Regions from separate parts of the Triticum aestivum genome. Here region 2 is linked to region 1. A link is a contact called in public Hi-C data. All regions are on one chromosome and are shown on one strand. Each heading gives the region's core, a stretch centred on a gene start, on an enhancer-like site or on the middle of the called end of the contact. The rest is flanking DNA. Distances are from core to core; before and after follow the strand shown. Region 1 holds the start of LOC123167894 (brassinosteroid-responsive RING protein 1). Region 2 holds the start of LOC123164491 (protein PAF1 homolog).

What was found. A called contact is a pair of places that touch in the nucleus more often than the background predicts.
Region 2: a contact with region 1 is called in a Hi-C map of leaf, with 4 times the contacts expected there. The contact joins the promoter of LOC123164491 here to the promoter of LOC123167894 in region 1.

The regions. Positions count from the first base shown.
Region 1 is chr7D:373,215,322-373,220,047 of IWGSC CS RefSeq v2.1, forward strand. LOC123167894 (brassinosteroid-responsive RING protein 1) reads left to right here and starts at 2,142. Exons shown (of 1, transcript XM_044585758.1): 1 at 2,142-3,410. The coding sequence starts at 2,326. The coding sequence ends at 2,844.
Region 2 is chr7D:373,723,700-373,728,425 of IWGSC CS RefSeq v2.1, forward strand. It overlaps LOC123164491 (protein PAF1 homolog), which reads left to right and starts at 2,864. Exons shown (of 12, transcript XM_044581999.1): 1 at 2,864-3,985; 2 at 4,622-4,690. The coding sequence starts at 3,279.

The DNA of each region.
Region 1 (4,726 bases), core at 892-3,391:
TCGCGTCCCCAGATCGTCGTTTATCACCGATTTGGGCCGAAATAACAATCGGCGAACCGAAGCCGAACCCAGCGCACCGGGGGGCGCCTAGGGGCACCGCCTGAAGCGAAAAGGTGCGCGGACCCGCCATGTCGGCGACACACCGGTATGTTCCCGCCGCCCCCCTTCCCTCCATTTCCCTAGTGCTTCCCCCTTCTCCCCCGCCGCTCCCGCCATTCTCCTCATCAGATCCGGCCTCCATGCCACCAAAGAAGTATGCGCTCCCTCGCCTAGCCACCGATACCAGCCAGCCAAAGCAGAGGAAACCGAGGGCGCCAATGGCAAGGCCACCAGGCTTGTCGAACGCCCAGTGGAAGGCGGACATTGAGCGCCGGGAGGCGGACACGGCCGATTGGCGGAACAGGCTCATCACGAAGAGGGCCAAGGACGCGGCGGCGGCGGCGGAGCAGGGAGAGGCGTCTCACGCGGTAACGATGAACCTTCTGCCTCAACAGATCGGCCACTGCCCACAAGCAGGGCGGGGGAGCCAGCAGAGCACCGCGTCAGATCGGGCGACCAACGGGAGAAATTAGAAGCGGGCGTCCAACGCCAGACCGGGCGAGCCTCGCGTCAAGTGGACGTCCAAGGAAGACGAGTGCCTCACCGACGCATGGAAGAACATCAGTATCGACCCGATGACCGGCTCGAATCAGAACGCCGACATGCACCGGAGAAGGATCAAGACGGCGTTCGACGAGCGCAAGTTGGTCGACCCCGACTTCGCCAACATCCACATGGATCACGACGAGAAGGCCATGGCGAACCATTGGGTGACCATCCAGGCAGCCTGCAACAAGTGGCATGGGATCCTAGAGGAGGTCGCGGTTCGCCCGGAAAGCGGCGCCAACGTCGAGGGTCACGTATGGACAGTCGTCTTAGTTCTTTCGTTGTGTGCTTCGCCGACACTTGTTCTTCGGCTATCCAGATGGTTCGGATGTTCAACATGTTTCGCCAGGACAACAGTGACCAAGAGTTCAAGTTCCTTCACGCATTCTCCAGGATCGAGTCGTGCGAGAAGTGGAGGGAGTGCCGGCTCGCTCTCGCCAAGGCCAAGGAGACCTACAAGCCGGACGCGCCTGCCCAGGCGGCGGCAGAAGGGCGCCCTACTGGCAACAAAAGAGCTAAGGCGGCGAGGGGCGCGACACCCGCTGCCGAACGGCTACAATTGATCGAGCAGTGCATCGCTGACGCCAAGAACAACGCCGCCAAGAGGGAGGATAAATCCGAAGCGAGGTGGTCGGCGTTAGTTGATGACGAAGCAGGACGTCAAGCTCGACCTTCTCAGGACCAACGTCGCCGCGAAGAAGAGGAATACCGACCTGGCGTTATTCATGGCGGCAGATATGTCGACGATGGACGAGCAGGTGAAGGCATGGTACCTAGCGGAGCGTAGCCTCGTCTTGAACCAGATGCCGGGACCGACGGCGACCACCGCCTCTACGCACGCCGACGCCGACGCCCAGCCCGAGCAATGAAGCTATGCCAACGCCGATGCCCAGCTCGAGCAATGAAGTTGTGCCGACGCCAACGCACAACCCGAGCACTGAAGCTGCGCCGACGCCGAGCCCGAGTACTAAAGCTGCGCTGACGCCGACGCCGACGCCGCCCTCGGCCAGTCCCACGGCAGAGGAGCCTGCCGTTTGATGCGTTCCATGTCTATGATTCCTTCCTTTTGATAGCCAGACTTTTGGGTATGTTCGATCGCCTGCCTGTGGCATGATGATCGCCGAATTTGTGGCGTTTTTTGGCAGCTGGAAAGACAAGTTCAATTTTTTGACATCTTGGGGCCGAAACCTAGAAGCACGACTGGAAATTCGATCGCTCCTAAGGCCAAAAAACCGCAGGTGCAAACGCCAAAAGACATTCGCCAGATGTGCTAGTGCTCTAACAAAGCCACACCCACACGCACGTCTTCTCGAGCTAACTGCGGGTTGCACTGCGCTTAATCAGGCAACACGTATGGCTAAAGACAAGTGAGACCGCGAGAGTGCTGATATTTCCGGCGGCGAGAGCACGCACGTTGTCAGCGTCACGGGCAGACAAGGTCTATAAATCTTCCAACCGTGCACGTAGCCCGTCTATTCTCGCTTGACATGTTTTCTTTTGTAGTACGCGTAGCCTCCCCCCCTCTCCTCCCCTCCAAACATAGCCTGCCCACAAAACGCATCCATCCCTCTCGCTTATATATAGACCCCACCTCTCCTCCCCTCACCCCCACCGTCCCACCTCCCTCTCTCTCGCTCCTGCCGTGCTTTCTCTCTCTAACTACAAGCGTGCCCGCCGGCCATGGGGTTCCCCTCAGTGTGCTACTGCGTCATCCTGCCGCAGCCGCTCATCCTGGTGCTGCAGCTGCTCGACTTCCTCCGCCACGCGGTCCTGCTCTGCCTCTCCTCGCTCGGCCTCGCGGCGCCGCCGGCGGCCGACGACCACCCGGCCTACGCGCCGCCGCCGGACCTCTGGGCCGTGGCGGAGGCAGCGGCTCCCTCGTCCTCTTTATCCCTGGCATCCGGGCCGGCGCCCGCGCCGGCGGCCATCAAGGCGCGCCTCCCCGCCGTCCGGTATGCTGACCTCAAGAGCCGGCGCTGCGCCGCCGGGGCCGCGGCGGCGTCGACCTGCTGCGCCGTGTGCCTGGGCGCGCTCGAGGCGCGGCACCGCGTCCGCGAGCTCGGCAACTGCGCGCACGCCTTCCACAAGGCCTGCATAGACAAGTGGGTCGACAAGGGTCAGGCTACTTGCCCCCTCTGCCGCGCGCTCCTCCTCCCCACCGACGCCGACGCCGGCAAGCTGCCCTCTTTTTCCTTCTGACCTCACGCTCCAAGGAGCGACCCTTCTGCCGCTGCGGCCTCGCCGCCAGAGATAGGTCAGTCCGTATAGCTAGCTAGCTAGGCCCTTCTCCATCCATCCGCCCATCTCTCCACGGATCCATGCTTTCACGAGAGAAATCAAAAGGGGATGAGAGAGAGAGAGAGAGAGAGAGAGAGAGAGAGACAGAGCGAGAAGAAGAGGTGTGCGTGCGTGTGTGTACGTTTGTGTGGTGGAGTATTATTGGTAGGTGAGGCACTAATTATGAGGAGGACAGGGATGGCTACCTGCATTGGATCTGGTGAATGAGCACTATGCATAGCACTTGCAGATCCATATGCTCTTCTCTCTCTTTTTCAGCTCCTCTTCAACCTCACCCACTTCACTTTTTTAATCTTCTTTTTTGTAATTTCCTTCCCCTTCTCCTTTTCTTTTCTCCTTTTCTATTAACTTATTTTATGAGGGGAATTAAGAGAGAGAGATCAAGAAAGAGAGATGTACATAGCTGCCTCCACTTGACAATATCGAAGAATGAATAAGAATTGTCTGACATCACTCAACTTATCTTATTCTTTGCCGTGCGCTTTTTTTTCGTATATCAAAGTTATATACGTGGATTGTATTGTAAAAGAGGTTATGTAGATTGTATGTAGTGTAGGTGGTGGATGGACCTCAATTGGGCTTTTCCCAATAGTAGATATGTTACCATCATGTTTGGTGTTTAGAGGGTAAGCCTCACGTCAATGTAGAGGGGTTAGGATAAGCATTGCTTAAAGCAACGTGCACAGTGCTTAATTAATCGACACTACGTGCTACTAGCCACTTCCCTCAAATACTTACCAGACACTAGTAATGGTGCACGCAGCACGCTGCACGCACAATGCGCGATAGGATTGAAAAGGTACTATATTTTCTTTGTTTGTCAGACAACTAAACTAATCATCTACTCCCTCCGTTCCCAAATGTACTTTCTATAGATTTCAACAGGTGACTACATACGGAGCAAAATTAATAAATCTACACACTAAAATATGTCTACATGCATCCGTATATTGTATTCTATTTGAAATGTCTACAAAGACTTATATTTAGGAACGGAGGGAGTACATATGTCAATAACATCTTTCGCCGCAAATACATATTCAAGATGTCAAAATATACAAATGACTGCTATAAGAGATGCTGGAGTAACCACCTCCTGCGGGCGTCCTCCTTTTTTTTTGCAGACATCCTCGCTCACGAGTGCCTTTCGCACCGTCCCATCCGCACGCCCCTCGCTGCGTTGTCTGCTTGGCGCCCTCCCCATCATCTTTACTGGTGCTCCTGAGCTAGCGGCCTTGGGGGTCCATGACGCGTGGGTCGCGGACGCGCTCGGGCTACCTTTCTATGGTGTTTTCTGTTGCCCTTACATGCACATTTCGTGTGATTGGTCGATGTGGACGTAGCCATGCCTTACCTGGCCGTCGGTAACTCCCAATTTGTTCGTGGGCTACGAGGAGGGTGGGCTGGAGGCTGGTTCTCGGCATGTTCGAGAGTCTGTTGTGGTATTCAGTTTGTCTTGTGTGGTGTTGCCCGGGTGGCGTAGCCGTGCCTTACTTAGTTGTTAGCTTATGTTGGTTAGGCTATGCCAGGTATATCTCGTGCGTTGTTGTCAGGGTGGTGAATGGTATGCTGTTGTCGGATACTTTACTCTCGTTGTGTTTTCGGTGGGTGTTGGGATGTCGGTGTGGAGGCTGGTTCTCGCCCAGCACCGGGATGCTCGGTTTGTCCAGTTTCGTGTTGCCCAAATCATTCGTACTTCCATTGTTGCAGGGGTGGTGGACGGTCGGTAGTTTTCGGTTGCGTTGTGCCAGCTACTCTAGGTTTATTGTCGGTGGTCGGTGAG
Region 2 (4,726 bases), core at 1,614-4,113, 510 kb after region 1:
ACGTAATTAGTCCCCTATATGTATTTTGTCATCAACATCAAAATAAGATTAAGGGCATGATTGCACTTTTAGTAGGCCATTCTTAAGAACCATTAAAGCTACCATTAAAGTTTTGAAAGGTAATGTGAGATTCGATCTTCCGTCAAATGATCCTTTTGTGAAACATTTCCCCATGAAAATGAGAAGATGAAGATGTACACATGAGATGGTATCACCCTAAACGCCAGGAGCTACGGGCTAGGCATTCTTGCACCAAAAGAGAAGTAATAGTCACTGAGGCCGAGCTAACTGACCAAAAACAAAGCACTTCGAGGTAGCCCATGTGAATAAGGTAGAGAGAGTAAGTTCGTTTTGCTTTTGTTTTGTTTTCTCAATAAAGAGTTTTGAAGTTTAGCGGAGGAGAAGAAGATGGTCGTTACCGACACCGTTCAAAGTTGGGAAAACTTTGTTTTTGCCACTCTACCTTTTGACTACTTTCCTAATGCCACTCTAGAATTTGACATTTCACTTTTGCCACTCTTAGCTTTTAACTATACATCAAAATTGCCTTTCTGTGGCAAAAGCAAAAAAAATTGGAATGAAAATTGTGATACATTGTCAAAAGCTAAGAGTGGCAAAAGTCAAATAAAAAATTATTGTGTTTGCCATAGAATGACATATGTGGTGTATTGTCAAAAGATAATAGTAGCAAAAATGAGATGTCAAATTCTTGAGTGGCATAAGCGAAGTGGACAAAAGCTAGAGTCGCAAAAACAAAGTTTTCCCTGAAAATTGAGTTTCATTTTTTTCATTCAATGGTGATTAGATGATCGAGTTCATAGTATTATTACTTTACTCAGTTGAAAAATTCCACAACAAATCTCTTGATTTGGAATTCGGGACTTATGTAGGCAAGAACGTAGTTTGAAAGGGAATTCAGGACATAAAAGTACATTCAAAGAAGAATCCAAATTATTAAACAATTGGAATTCTTGTTTGATAAGTCAATTCATATTATTCCAAAACCTTACTTTTTTTTAATCCTAACAAAGGGAAAGCTAGTATAGGTCCCAAGGGTTCGGTTGTTCGTCGATGACAGTGTTACATGAGTTGGGTTTAGAACGTCATGCCACAATTAGAAAAATGCTTCAAATGAATTAGTGATTTCCCCTTTATTTCCCTCGGAGCACAAGGGGAACTGGAAACCGATTAACCTGACTTTGCCTAAGGGATCATTATAATTTTCTTAGGTGAAAGGACCGCTGACGTGTTGACTAACCTTGATTTGATGGTGAACTCTTCCACTTTGCCCCAATTGACCCACTTACCATACAAAAAATCCTAGGACTACAGGGAATATAGATACCTATACTAGTGCCCCTTATTTCTTATTCTTATTCTTGCCTTGCCTAGCTAGCGGGAAAAAAATGGAACTCTTGCATGAAAGACCAAGTCGGATTTGACGCAAGATGAATGGTGTTGAGCTTTTTCAAATGAAACCCGCAATCAGAAAGTCACCAACGAAGCCATACAATCTATCTAGTAGTGTGCCATGGCAGTGTATTGCGTTTCGGCAGTGGAAGGAGCATCTGTCTATTACTTTTGGTCAATGAAATTGAAAGACACCTCTCACAGCAGAATCAAGTTTATTGCAGGTAGCATGGTAAACTTTGTTTCCCATGCACCATTCAAATTTAGCCATTCTGTGTTAAAATGTTTTATGTAGCATGGTATTATGTAGACCATGGCAATTTTCAATTTACGAATTATGACATTTTTATATTTTGACTACATGACAATTTTTTGTCATGGCAAAATCTAAAAAATATTGCCATGTAACAAAAAAAATTAGCTCCAAATCATGGCAATTTTGTAATTGTATCCTCTTTGTCATGTGGCAATTTGTAATGTTTTAATAGTGTTTCATATAGTCTCATGGCAATTTCACATTTTTTTCTCGTTTCCAAAACATAGCATATTTTGCAACTTACTTGTATTTTTTTTCACATGCTAATTTTAGGGGAGTCTATTTCATAGATCTTGGCAAATGAAAAATCATCGCAATTCTCGCTACATGTTTTGTGCTCATTTTGAATACAATTTTGCCATGGACGATGGAAATTTTATTGTGTATAACATGTGTGTCATGGAATTTTTTGTTTTGTCTTTTAAGAAAAAAGTAGGTACATTTTTTGTGTGTGTCACGACAAATTTTACGAATGTTTGTTTTTCATACTATCATGGCTATTACATAATTTTTGTATGTGCGTTTTTATAGACATTTAGCAATTCATACTATATTCCATGGCAATTTTTTTTGTATGGCCATGGTTTTCTGATTTTTCTAGAGCATTTTTTTGGTGATTTTTAGATGTGTATTTTTGCCATGGACTAACTTTATTTTTTTATTTATATGGTGATTGGGCCTGGAGGCCTAAGAAAAGGCATGTACAACAAAATATTCCCTGTGAGGTGTTTTATGTAGAGAACCAAAACAATTTGCTTGCTCCACCAACCTATATATGAGTATTAAATTAAAGAAAACAGAAAAAAACCCTTAAATTTTGGGATATCAAACCTGGGTGCCTAATCTACTTCCGTGAAATTTCATGAATTTATTTTTACCAGGAAACGTATTTTTTTGCGGGTGAATTTTTTCTCTATGTATGGAGAAAACTAGTTGGATGGATTTTAGGCGTGACTGTATTTTCTTCATCACATATACATTTCCGGATATTTTTTCATGAAACTTCACACGGGGTAGATTGGGCACCTAGGTTTGTCATCCCTAAATTCCAGTTTTTTTTCAAAAAAAAAATCCTGATATTTCTTGAAATTAATATTCTTATAAGGGGTGGAGCACCCAGGAGTCCCATCGATTGTATCGTTCGCGTTGGCCTTCCTCTGTGAGGAGAAACGTCAGCCAGATATTAGGATCTCGAAAAACTTCAGCTAGATTGTAGCGAATTTAAACCAAAATCGTCCCCAAATTCAAGCAAAACACGAGGGAATTCATTTCAAACTCCGCGATCTTGGAATCAAAACCGTTCTCTGGTGGTACCACTTTTGGATCCCTCTCGCGCATCTGCGCAAGACTCCGATTCTTCCCCACGCTCTCCTCTGTCTCCTCCGCTCCGAATTCGACACACAGCGCTGTGATCTTCGGGTAGATCTAGTGGGTCCCCGGAGCTGCCCCCGCGGCTCTAGAAGCATAGCGGAGGAGGAGGCGGCGGCGGCGGCGGCGGCGGCGGGAGAGGTAGCTGCGACAGTGGGGTTGGTGTGTTGCTGGGGGGCGCGCGATGGCTTACCGGCCGTACCCGCCGCCTCAGGGGGCCTTCCCGCCGCAGGCCCGGCCTGTCAACCCGTACGGGCAGCCGCCGCCGCCGCCGCCGCCGCAGGCAGGGTACGGCCAGATGCCACCGCCACAGTTTCACGCGCCGCCGCCGCCCCCGCCCGGACCGCCCCCGCCACACCAGCCTCAGTACAACTTCGGCCACGTGCCCCCGCAGCAGCAGCAACAGCCGCCGCCGCCGCCCCAGATGTATTACCAGCCTCCACCGCCGCCGTATGGCGGGAACAACAATCAAGCGCCCCCTCCACCACCACCAATGTCTCCTCCCCCTTCGGCACCGCCACCACCTCCTGCCCAGCCACCCCCACGGGTGGCTCCGCCGCCACCAAAGGAGCAGCAGGCCAAGGCGGCACTGCCAAGAGTGGAGACGGAGGAGGAGCGGCGAGCAAGGAAGAAGCGCGAATATGAGAAGCAGAAGGTTGAGGACCGGAAGCAGCAGCAGATGATGCGCCAGTCGCAGGCCACCATTCTGCAGAAGACACAGCAGGTGCGCGCCGCGCAACAGCAGAAGCAGCCACAGCCTCAGAGCCGGCACCTCCAGCCATCAGGCGGGACTCGGGTGGCGACAACTGTGTCTCGCCCAGCCTCCGCACCAAACACTGAGAGGTTCGAGAATCGGCTCAAGAAGCCGACAACGTTCCTCTGCAAGCACAAGTGAGTATACGAAAATTTGGACTTTTGGTCTATGCAAGTGCTAGTTGGAGGAAATTGGAGCCCTTTCAGTGTAAAATGCGTGCTTGAGTAAATTATTATGCTTATCATGCACTTGGGTATTTTGGCTGGCAATCTGAGCAGTTGCCAAATGCTGTACTGCTGATTCAGGACAAGCAACAAACGACTTGTTTGAATTTTGGTGCAACTGCAACGTCATTGGAGAAGTCAGTGGCGTTAGGATCAAAGATCGACCTTTCCTTTTTCTAGCTTTTGGGAATATGTTATTTTTTGTTAATACATAAACTATATCTTACTAATGATTCTTATGTTTTTGTCATATATGCTGTTTTTGTATGTGCTTAGAGAAATGATCACGTCTGTGTGATTCTAGAGTAGCATCAAAGGATTCACGAGCTATGATTTCGTGCACTACCTATTTCTTGTTATGAAACTAGAAAGATGAACCATTTTGTGCAGTAGGCAGGCACACGGGTAGGCAAAATGGTTCTCAAAGCATAGCTCCATTAATTGACAGTTTCCTTTCGAAAAGTGTGTCTGCATGAAATTTTTTGTTTCTGTGTCTAGAACTAAACTACTGTATGACCCTGTATTTTCCTTCTTCTCTTGTTAATGCAGGTTTAGGAATGAACTGCCAGACCCAAGTGCTCAATTGAAATGGCTGCCTCTGAATAAGGACAAGGACCGGTAGTTTTCTACTCGTATTTTGATCAGATTGCTCTG